Linked DNA regions of Drosophila melanogaster: region 2 is linked to region 1. Evidence: chromatin contacts called from public Hi-C data. All regions are on one chromosome and are shown on one strand. The core of a region is the stretch at or near the end of the contact, and the rest is flanking DNA. Distances in the headings are between cores, read along the strand shown.

Region 1 (4,932 bases), core at 1,709-4,208:
GTAAATATGAATCAAGTGACTTCGAAAATTCGGCTATTGACCACTAGCAACAATGTGTGATATTATTAGAAGAGATTATTTGCAAGCAACAACACAATATCGAACGCCTTGTTAGCGATAGTGATAAAATATTCGTCGGATTTTGTTTGCTACAACTTTTGATTCTTCTGACACTATATTGTGACACGTGATGACAACCCTGCTGTTTTGTACAGTTTGCTAAAAGTCTAATTTTGAGAGCTAACGGAGCTTCGTGAGTATTTTCCAACACTTCTCCACTTTTCTCACCTGGCACTGTCCTTTCGTCTGAGCTCCTTTCTTCTTCTTGTTCCGATTTGTTCAAGGCAGTCGCTTATGGCTTTGTATTCGAAGGGTTCTGTAATAGGAGGTACTAAGTTAATTTTTTTTTAGATCCTCAACATGGTTAATCGAAATTCGACCCGTCTCGCGATCACTTATATATAGAGAGTAATCCCCTGTTTTTATCGCATCTGCAGCGTAAGCCCGAAAAACGTGCAGAATTCGCTTTTGTTTGTGGTGATAAGGATTGTGGCACACAGACATGAAAACAACGCACGGCAACAATCGATATCGAAAATAGAAAACCGTTAGCTAAGAATAAAACAAGAGAGAGAGAGCGGGAGAGAAGTAAGCTTGGCTTACGTTGACAACACAAAAATAGCAGAGAAAAGCGTACCAAAAGCAATTCGAAATGCAAATGCACAGTGGGCAAAAATGATAAGAACCCGAACCTCGCACAAAGTAAAAGTTTATCTCGTATATTTATATTTAAGAGTGAGTGCGTCATTGCATTCGGCTGTGTGTATTGATTACGAATGGGGAAAACAACAGATTTAATAAGTGATGAGTAACGATAATTTATATGCACAGAGCAAAATAGCACTACTTTTTGACATTCGTCACATTATTGTTTTAGTCATTTTAATATTATATTGTACTATTATAAAATAAAGCAAATGTGCCGTAGTGCTTTTACATCCTTGAATAGATATAATTCTTTTTTTCAAGTGTATTTTTTACGTGACGACACCAGAAACATGGAGGTGAATCAGCAATCAGGAAAAGACAACGAAGAGATTAACAACAAATAGATAAAAGAGACGTGTGTTTGTGTATGCGTGGAGTAAACAATCGGCGACAAAAGGGAGAGAAGTAAAATAAAACGCAGCGACTGTGAAAATGCCACTTAAATGACACTTTCAGTGGTGGAAAGCACAAACAAATAGCGAAGATAAAGCGCATGGAAGTCAGAAAACGAAGCAACAAGCCGAAAGTTTTCACTTGCCGGTCAAATATCACAAAAATTTAGTTTAATTGTTTTCGGCGGCTCTCACTCACTAACCCCTTCCCACTCCTCTTTCCCACATTCTGTGCGCTTTCTTTTACCGCTCACGCATTTCGATCGCTCTCTCTCTTTCTCTCTCTCTCTCTCTCCTCCTTTTCCCGACTCTTTATCACTCACTCTGCGGTTCTAACCTCAAAACCTGCCTGTGTTTGTTGTTGTTTTCGCCTTGGCTTTGATTTATTTAACCGAAATGTACCGTTTTTTATTTGTATCTCCCATGTTCTACACAGAAAGAAATCACTGTATAAGCACTGTAAGTCAAATTGAAATGTGGTATTAATTTTAGGAGCTTTAATTTGTTTACTGGAAGGCTAGCAGGGAAAACGCGGTCTTTCCTATTGGTAACTAAATATTTCCCAGGGTATCCAGCAGTTGTTTCGGACCAGCGGGTAAACACGAATTGATTACAATTGCAAAACAGCTGCACGTTGCGTTGGCGGCTGCCGAAAAGCTTCCGCAAAAAAACGCACTGGAGAACAAAGAAGATACAAAAAACAGTTGTTCCAGCAGGCGCCACAAAAGTAAAAAGCTTAAGTAAACAGGGAAGAGCAAATGGAAAAACCAAAAACCAGAGCAAAACCAACGGGGAAACCTCAGAAGGGGAAGGAAACTTGCAATTAATTGTCAAACGCTAATGGCCTCCGAAAACTAACGGCACTCCACGAATGCACTGCGAATAACGGGGCTGATAAGGAGCAGCCGATAGCGGGTGGAGAAGGGAAACTTGAACGCACAGTGGAACAAATTCCGCACTTACCGTGGCTTGTTTTTCTTATATTCCTTGTTTCCTATTCCGCTTTGCCCACTTCCTCTGCTGGCGACGCTGCTTTTCCTTCTTCTAATTCGACTGAAATCGAAATCGAATTTTTTAATTGGATTGATTCTGCCACAATAATTTTCATTTTCTTTGTTTTAGAGCCCAGACGTTGTTTTTGTTGTAGTTGCCACAGTCGCACACAAACACACGCACACAGTCGCACTTTTTGGGGCCACACGCAAGCGCATTTTATGCAATAATTTTAATAATACTGCATTGCTGCCATATTTCAGTTATTTTTATCGTTTATCTTCGAGTCGGTTATGCTGTTCTTCTCTGATTTTATGGCCACATTGATTAGCATCTTGTTGCCAATCAACTCGAGAAAATTAAACGAAACCAAACGGAACTCGGACTCTTATTAAAAAAACCAAACTTATGCGAGTCGTTTGCCCTGGCAATAGATTCGTGCACACTAGTCGTCCCGCCCGCACTCGCACGGTTTCTACCGCGAGCACGTTGCTATCCCTCCTGCTTCAGCATTTTCACACCAACACAAAGACGAGGGCACTCACTCACACACTCGCACTCTCAATGAGCACTGAAATGCTGTTGGGAAATTCGAGTTTTCCTGCGCGTGGTAACCGCCGCTTTTTCGCTCGCAAACGGGTCTGTCGATCCGAAACGCTACTGACCACTTACGTTTTGCATCAACGCTGCGCTTTCGTTTCAATTTTTCTGGCTATTTCACATAGATTTCGACGATTTTTTACAAATTTACGCCATCTTGATATTCGCAGTGTGACCGCGCCGATAATGAAGAAAATTACCATCTGGTATTTACTCCTCAGCGAATGTCTAGAAGATATGTAATTGTGAAAAACTGTGATTCATATACTAAGTTAAGATAGTCCAAAGTTGGTTTCGAAGTACCACATTAAGAAAATAGCGCAAGAGTATTGGAAAATCAAAAGAAAAACGAAATTATATCCTTGCAGCTAGCCATAAGTTCAAAGTTCGAGTAACTGGAAAGCTGTGAAATAGCCAAGTTGACAACGCTGTTTTTGTTATATGGGCACACTAGTTCTTACATAGACCCAGTGCTGCCAGATGGACGAAAAATATTTTTGAGCTGCGCCACCTAGCGGATGAGTTGGCGAAAGTGGTATCCAGGTGGCGCCCGAAACAAAAGGTGGCGCCTTATTTCAGAAATGCAATTGAAAATATCTAAAGTTATTGAAAGTTTTTGAATTATGCATTCAAAGGCCCATCTGCTTAATTTTATTTTCAAAGAGAATACAATAAACAATACAAAAAAAAAAAAATCATTCTGAAATGATATTTATACTAATATACAAATTTGATAACTCAATAATATGTAAATAAAATTTATGTCTTAATTTGCAATGTTCTTAAGAAAAGTTGTTAACTCTTTTTACAGGCTTGTGCTCCAAATTCTCGTGTAAATAGAAATTGAAAATGGATTTCATTGGCATGTCTTGCAGTTATAGGTAGCATGCCAATTTTGATGTTACACAGATGTATCGAAATACCTGAAACGTATACTTTTATTGCAGCAATACGAATAAAGCAAAACACGTGTGAATTCCATTAGTCCGCCCAACCGCTTTCCCCATTTACCCTCACATCGTGCATTTTCCGGCTGTGTAACCCAAGAAACGATGACATAAAAAAAGGAAGCAGATCCAGTTATGTATGCATATATGAGAAAATGTGTTTTTTTTTTTTTGGGAGTATGTGCCAAGGTGTGTTTCTTTTTAAGTGGGGGTAGGGTAGATAAGCAATCACTCGAAAATGATAACAAAAAAAGGGGTGAAAAGAGTGTAACGATTCGATATTGGGGCTGGCAATTTAAAATGAAATATAGACAAAATAAATCACATTAATTGCACTTGCCTACGATTTTAATTTTCCATTGCTGTATTTATATACATTAGCCAGAATGCATTTTTTTTATGCAACTATAGAAATCTCCATTTTCAATTTATTGGTGAATCGTTCAAGATCTTCGTAAAAACCCGCCTTTGTCTCCCATTGGCTGGGAAAAAGAGAAAACAAAGCAATCCAACGAGGCAATTGAAGATACAACAAGTAAAACGAGAAAACAACTCGTTTAACCGCTCACACACACACACTAATTCAAAGCATATCTTTCCCACTCACACACGCAAAGACGTGCGATCGCCGACGAATGAAAATCGTCGTTATTTCGACCGATGGTCAACTACCAACAAATAAATAACGAAAAAAGTAAACCAAATATGTAGGTGCGAAGCAATAAAAACCGAGCGAGACGCGTGTATGTAAATGATCCATTCAAAGAACACTGTAAAAAAGTATGCCACATTATTGGGATACTAAGACAATTTATTTCCTAATTTTGTTGTATTTTTTTTTAACACGCAATATAAACTTGTTTTTGATATTATTCTTTAAATAAAAATACGAATCAGACGACAGACTTAGCTGCCTCTGGTACTGGTTTTGAATAATATTTGAAAAACTTTAATCACTCATTTTTTTGCAGTGCCCTTTTGTATTTTTGCATATTTCCTGACTCTGCGCCTTGCTGCTTTTCTTGCTCGCAAAATATTTCCGCAACACATGTCGCATATCTGGGCGCTTCCAGCTCCTCGCGGCTCCCACTGCCCCGCCCCCTTTTGCACGACGCCCCTGGGCTTCTGCTTCTAACGCAGCAGTTAAAAAAAGCGCCATTTGGTTTCGTTTAGCAGTCGGCTTGAAGATTTTTGTATTTCCTTTTTTGCTCGTCGGCGGCTTAGATCAAATA
Region 2 (4,781 bases), core at 783-3,282, 650 kb after region 1:
TTTGAATAGCGGGAAAAAATCCAAGCCGAGTAGTAAATGGCCCGGCAGGCGGCCAGATCGGATCAAACCTGTTGAATCGCGGTCCCAGAACAGAACAGTTCTGGGCAGTTCCCCTTCGAGAGAGAGTGCTTAGCCAAGCGGGTATACCAGATACTCGTCCCGTCCACTGACCGTATTTCACGAGGCAATGCAAATTGTCTGGCTACAGAGCGGGGTTAAAAGGGGTGGGCCCTAGGCAACCGAGGGATGCATTTGGATCGCCCTGCTGAATCACTTCAGCGGTGATTCATGCCGAGAATAAACGTAATTGTCTGTGGGCTCCATCGAAATTAGTTTCCAAGCTAATGTAAGCTTGCGAAACAATAAAATGGTGTGCAAGGAAAGATCAATGGAGGGTATGGCGGGTTATGCAAGCCAATTTTTCACCAGTCGTATAACTTGCTCAAAGCTATCCCCATACTACACGCTTTCATAACAGAGGGTCCACATATGTAGATATGTTTAAAACCAAACCTAACTAACCGATTGTACTTAAAGAAAGCGATTAAGGCTTCCATTATCAGCGTATAAAGAGAGAGATAACGGCCTTCCTAGACATGTCTTATCTGTCGCCCAAGTCTGGTCCCTCAATCCTTTTCCACTATCAGCGGTGCCAAAGTCAAAGAACTCCCATATCTATGCCAGATATATAATCTTAGATGCGGGGAACTGTTGCCGTTTCCCAAGAACACGCATTGATTGACGGTCTTTCCCATGCATGCCTAATGATCCTTCAAATGGGCCCTAATAACGACCAGCCCCCCTTGGGATCGGATCAGGTAACGCCCCGTCCCGGGGGTTACCCAAAAAGCGACACGCTCCCAAGACCCATCAGGCAGTTGACCAGTGGGTTACGTGTGCCATCGTGCACAGCAAAACTAGTGTATAAAGTTTATATTATCTAAGGTAGCGATATTTTCTAAAACGTAAAGAAACAATTACGTTGCAAACAATTCTCTCAGTGCAGGGCAACCCCAGCAACAATTATTCAACTTAAAGTCGGTGCAGCGGGGAAAACATGGAATCATTTCGGTTTCAGTTAGAAGTGTGCGCGAGCGTTCTCGAAAGGGGCGCTGGGGGGCGGGGCAGTCGGTGGGAGGTTGAGCGAATAAGAGAGTCGAGCATACGAGGCACGCTTTTCCGATCAAACCAGTTTGTCGTAATAGCTGGCATTTGGAATTAGTTACTGCCGATATATTGCTGCACTTGGAATGCGCCCAGATAGAAATTCCCGCACCACGCCCCTCGGCGACGATCCTCCCCTTTGAATAGAGAGTTGACTATTTTTAGCGGGCACCAGAACTTCATTAAAATACAATCAATTTGCAAGTGCAGCGCGGAGAAAATAACAAACAAGCACCAGCCACCCACTCTCTCTTTCTCCTCTCTCTCCCCCCCCCCCTCTCTCACACTCTTCCATACTCCGGTGTTCCCAAAGAGAGCGGAGAGATGGCATTTATGCTGAGCAGGCACAAGCAGAGAGGTGAAGATGGGACTGAAGAAGAAGCAGCCGCTGTGTCGGCAGAATGAAAACGAGGACGACCAAACTGCATTGTTGTCATATTTCGTAATACGCTGATGCAGCAGAGAAGCGAAGGGGTGGTGGGCGCAGAGGTGGAGCAGCAGGTCACGGCGGTGAGAGAGAGCGAGAGCGCAGGAGACTTGTTTTCAACACCAGCTTATCAGCGGGAGAGCGCGAGAAGAAAGAGCATAAGGGCAGAGCGCCAACGCAGCGGCGAAATGGAAATGTCAAGTTGGGACTGCGCTCTCCCTCGCTCTCGCTGCCAGCAGCGGCTGCGCTGTTCTCTTAACCATTTGGAGCCCCATTCAAATGTTCGATTCTTGCCATTCCATTTCGTCCGCTCATCCGTCCACATCCACTTGCGTTTTTGGTGCCCTGCGAGCGGGAGAGCAATGTGAAACGGGAGCACTACAAATACCGCCCACTACCACTACCAATTCCCATACTCCCATATTCCATGCTATTCCCAGCTCAGTTCGTGCCGTGTGATCAAAGCTTTCGGTAAGGCTTCGGCTCGGCTTTGTGTATCCACCTTAGCGGCTCTCTGTGGTGCTCGTTCTGCCTCTCTCTCTCTCTCGGTTTTGGGGCTCAGCTCAGGGACAACAAATGCGGTAAAATGGCTTCTGCGTCGACGTCGACATCCCTGCCGTTTCAGTTCTGATTGGAGGTTCGTGCGCGGCGTTTCCTCAGCTGATTTCTTTGCCTTTTGCCTTTTCGCAACCCGCTTTCGGCTCCGTGTTCGCCTCGGTTGCCAATTACGTGTAACCAACAACAAGAGAAGAAACAGAAACAACAACAAGTACTTTCGAGTGTTGCAAGCCTTCTTCCGCCGAAGAAACCGCAAAACGGATTACCAAGAATATTTGTAAAATTGGTAAGTGGTGAGATTATCCACGAAATAGTCTTCGAAAAAGGTCAAATCATCAAGTGTTCAAATTTAAACGACAAGTTTAAGTATTCTTATTACCTTCTTAAGACTTATCTTGAATCTCAGATGAGGATTTTATTGATTAAGATTCAAAAGTTCTTTAACTGGCTTTTGTTTCTGGAGTCCGTAGTGATTTTTTTAAAGATTTGAATGTTCACTGAATTATATTTTTGGATTAGAATCTAATCACTTTAAACAGGACATCGCAGGAGTCGAAAACAATTGATGACAAAATCAGCAGTTAATAGCTTTTGGATTACAGAATTATAGCAATAAAAGCCTGACAAATTGGCCAAGGGTCGTTTTGGAAATCTAGCAGTCTTAAAAGCCTAGCAGATACATTTTCTTCTAACAATTTCCCGCTCACACGCTCAGTACATGCACCAACACACGCCTATTGGAAAGACGCTTTTGTATCCAACTTATACAGATAGTGGTACAGCCACAGATACAAATGCACACATGCCGTATACGGCACATGGGGAGTAATGCCGCCACACTAGATACCAGATACTAGATACATAGATTCGTCCGCCGCTTATTTGTCGGTCGTGCTTCAGTGATCTCTGTCATTTGCAGTTGCCCATTTCCTTTTTTATCCCCCACTTCCACATCCAGTCGTCATTCGCCCGGCGCACCCCTTTTGATCACTCTTCCAGTTCCAGTGCCTTCTGGTGGCTTCCAGTGGCTGCAACACTTGCGGTGTTTTTCTGAATGAACCAATGGAGTGAATGTGTGAATGAGTAATCCATGTACGCAACATGTTTGCACTGCACAAATTATTTGGACTCAATGTATTGATTGTGTAACTCGGCTTTACGTTTATTTAATCGCAATAACTAAAGTGAGCTACAACTCTATACGTTGGTTACTATTCTTGGGAGGAAGGAAACCTGACAACCCTGGCCAAGGGGCAACTCTACACTTGCACCTGTGCTCCACGCTAAGCCACAAATTCAATTATGCAAATCAAGATCACAGCCCAAAAAACACAATCTTCGTCTCCGATCTGCATTTGTCTTTGTATGTTATGTTTATTTGTTACTTCTGTCGTTGTTTTTAATTCGCTAACCCACTTCACACAGTGGCAGCAACAACAAAAATCGTGAATTATACTTTGTATTGGGGCGAAAAGGAAACGAATGCCCAGTCTCAGATCACACATAAATTTTGCGGTTGTTTTGTTAATGAAACGACAAGAGCAGCACTATGCGCTCTTTACTATATATTTCCCGCTCTCCGCGAAAGCTTTTCTGTTTGTTTGCCCCACACACACAAAGACACTTGTGAACACCTTGCGCTCACTTAACATTATGCTCGAATTATAACTGTTGTTTAGCCGGCGATCGAAACGGTTAAAGCAGCAATGAAAGAGGGAAAAGAGAAAGAGGATGACATGACTAACAACGCAAACGCGATCTGAACATATGCATTGTTGTTTTCGCTCGTAGAAACCCATAAAAAGTCGAAACAGTAAAAGTCCAAGCGGCGTATACGCAATATCAGCGGGGGATAGGAAAAGGCAGAACTCTCTTATCTATTCTTCTCTCACTCTCCCTTAAGTACACAGGGCAAGAAATGTTAAAACATTTTTAACAAATAATGATTGAAATAATACAGGAAATTTTTCCGGTGCATTGGTTTAGTGCACGTGACTCTTTCACAAATTCTACTTAAATGTATCTGCCATCTTGCGCCGATTTCCTGCCCCTTTTTCGTATTCAACAATTATTCGGAACCAAATTTGCACAATACATTCCTTGATTATTGTTATTTAAAATGATTTTATATTTATTTATTTCATTCGCAAGTGCCAGCTGCCATGCTAAATAAATGTCTGTTGTGCGCGGTTTCCCCGTGTATATTCATGTGGTATACCTTTTCATCCACACGATACTCCTTTTCATATTCTGGGGCTTGTGGCATTACAAGTAAATGAAATTTTTCTTGAATGCATTTCTGATTTGAATCACCTTCGCGGAGAACGCCAGGTATTTCGCTTTCGGGGTTCTGCTGCCCCGATTGCCCATCCTGATAGCATACAAGTCGCGCGTGTACCCCATATATCTCCTTTTTTAATTAGCAATCTGCACAAAAACTCCGACTACTGCAAAAACCTAAATTCAAAAGTGGAACACAAACAAAAAACGCTCAAAAGTCAGCAAAAAAATGAGGAATCAACGAAAAATACAAGAAACAGAAAAGGTCAGTGACCAAAATATGTTTTGTAACTCAGGCAGAAATCTTCGCGAAAAGAGAATGGGCCGAAAAAAGCTAAGCAAAAGACGGAAA

The links. A called contact is a pair of places that touch in the nucleus more often than the background predicts.
Region 2: a Hi-C map of the Kc167 cell line shows a contact between it and region 1, with 2.9 times the contacts expected there. A contact is called at or near these places in 3 of 107 Hi-C or Micro-C datasets (the D17-c3 cell line, the Kc167 cell line and wing imaginal disc).

The regions. Positions count from the first base shown.
Region 1 is chr3R:31,058,252-31,063,183 of dm6, forward strand. It overlaps dco (discs overgrown), which reads right to left and starts at 2,959. Exons shown (of 4, transcript NM_001276203.1): 1 at 2,826-2,959; 2 at 2,124-2,213; 3 at 289-376.
Region 2 is chr3R:31,711,835-31,716,615 of dm6, forward strand. ttk (tramtrack) reads left to right here and starts at 2,033. Exons shown (of 5, transcript NM_170566.3): 1 at 2,033-2,435.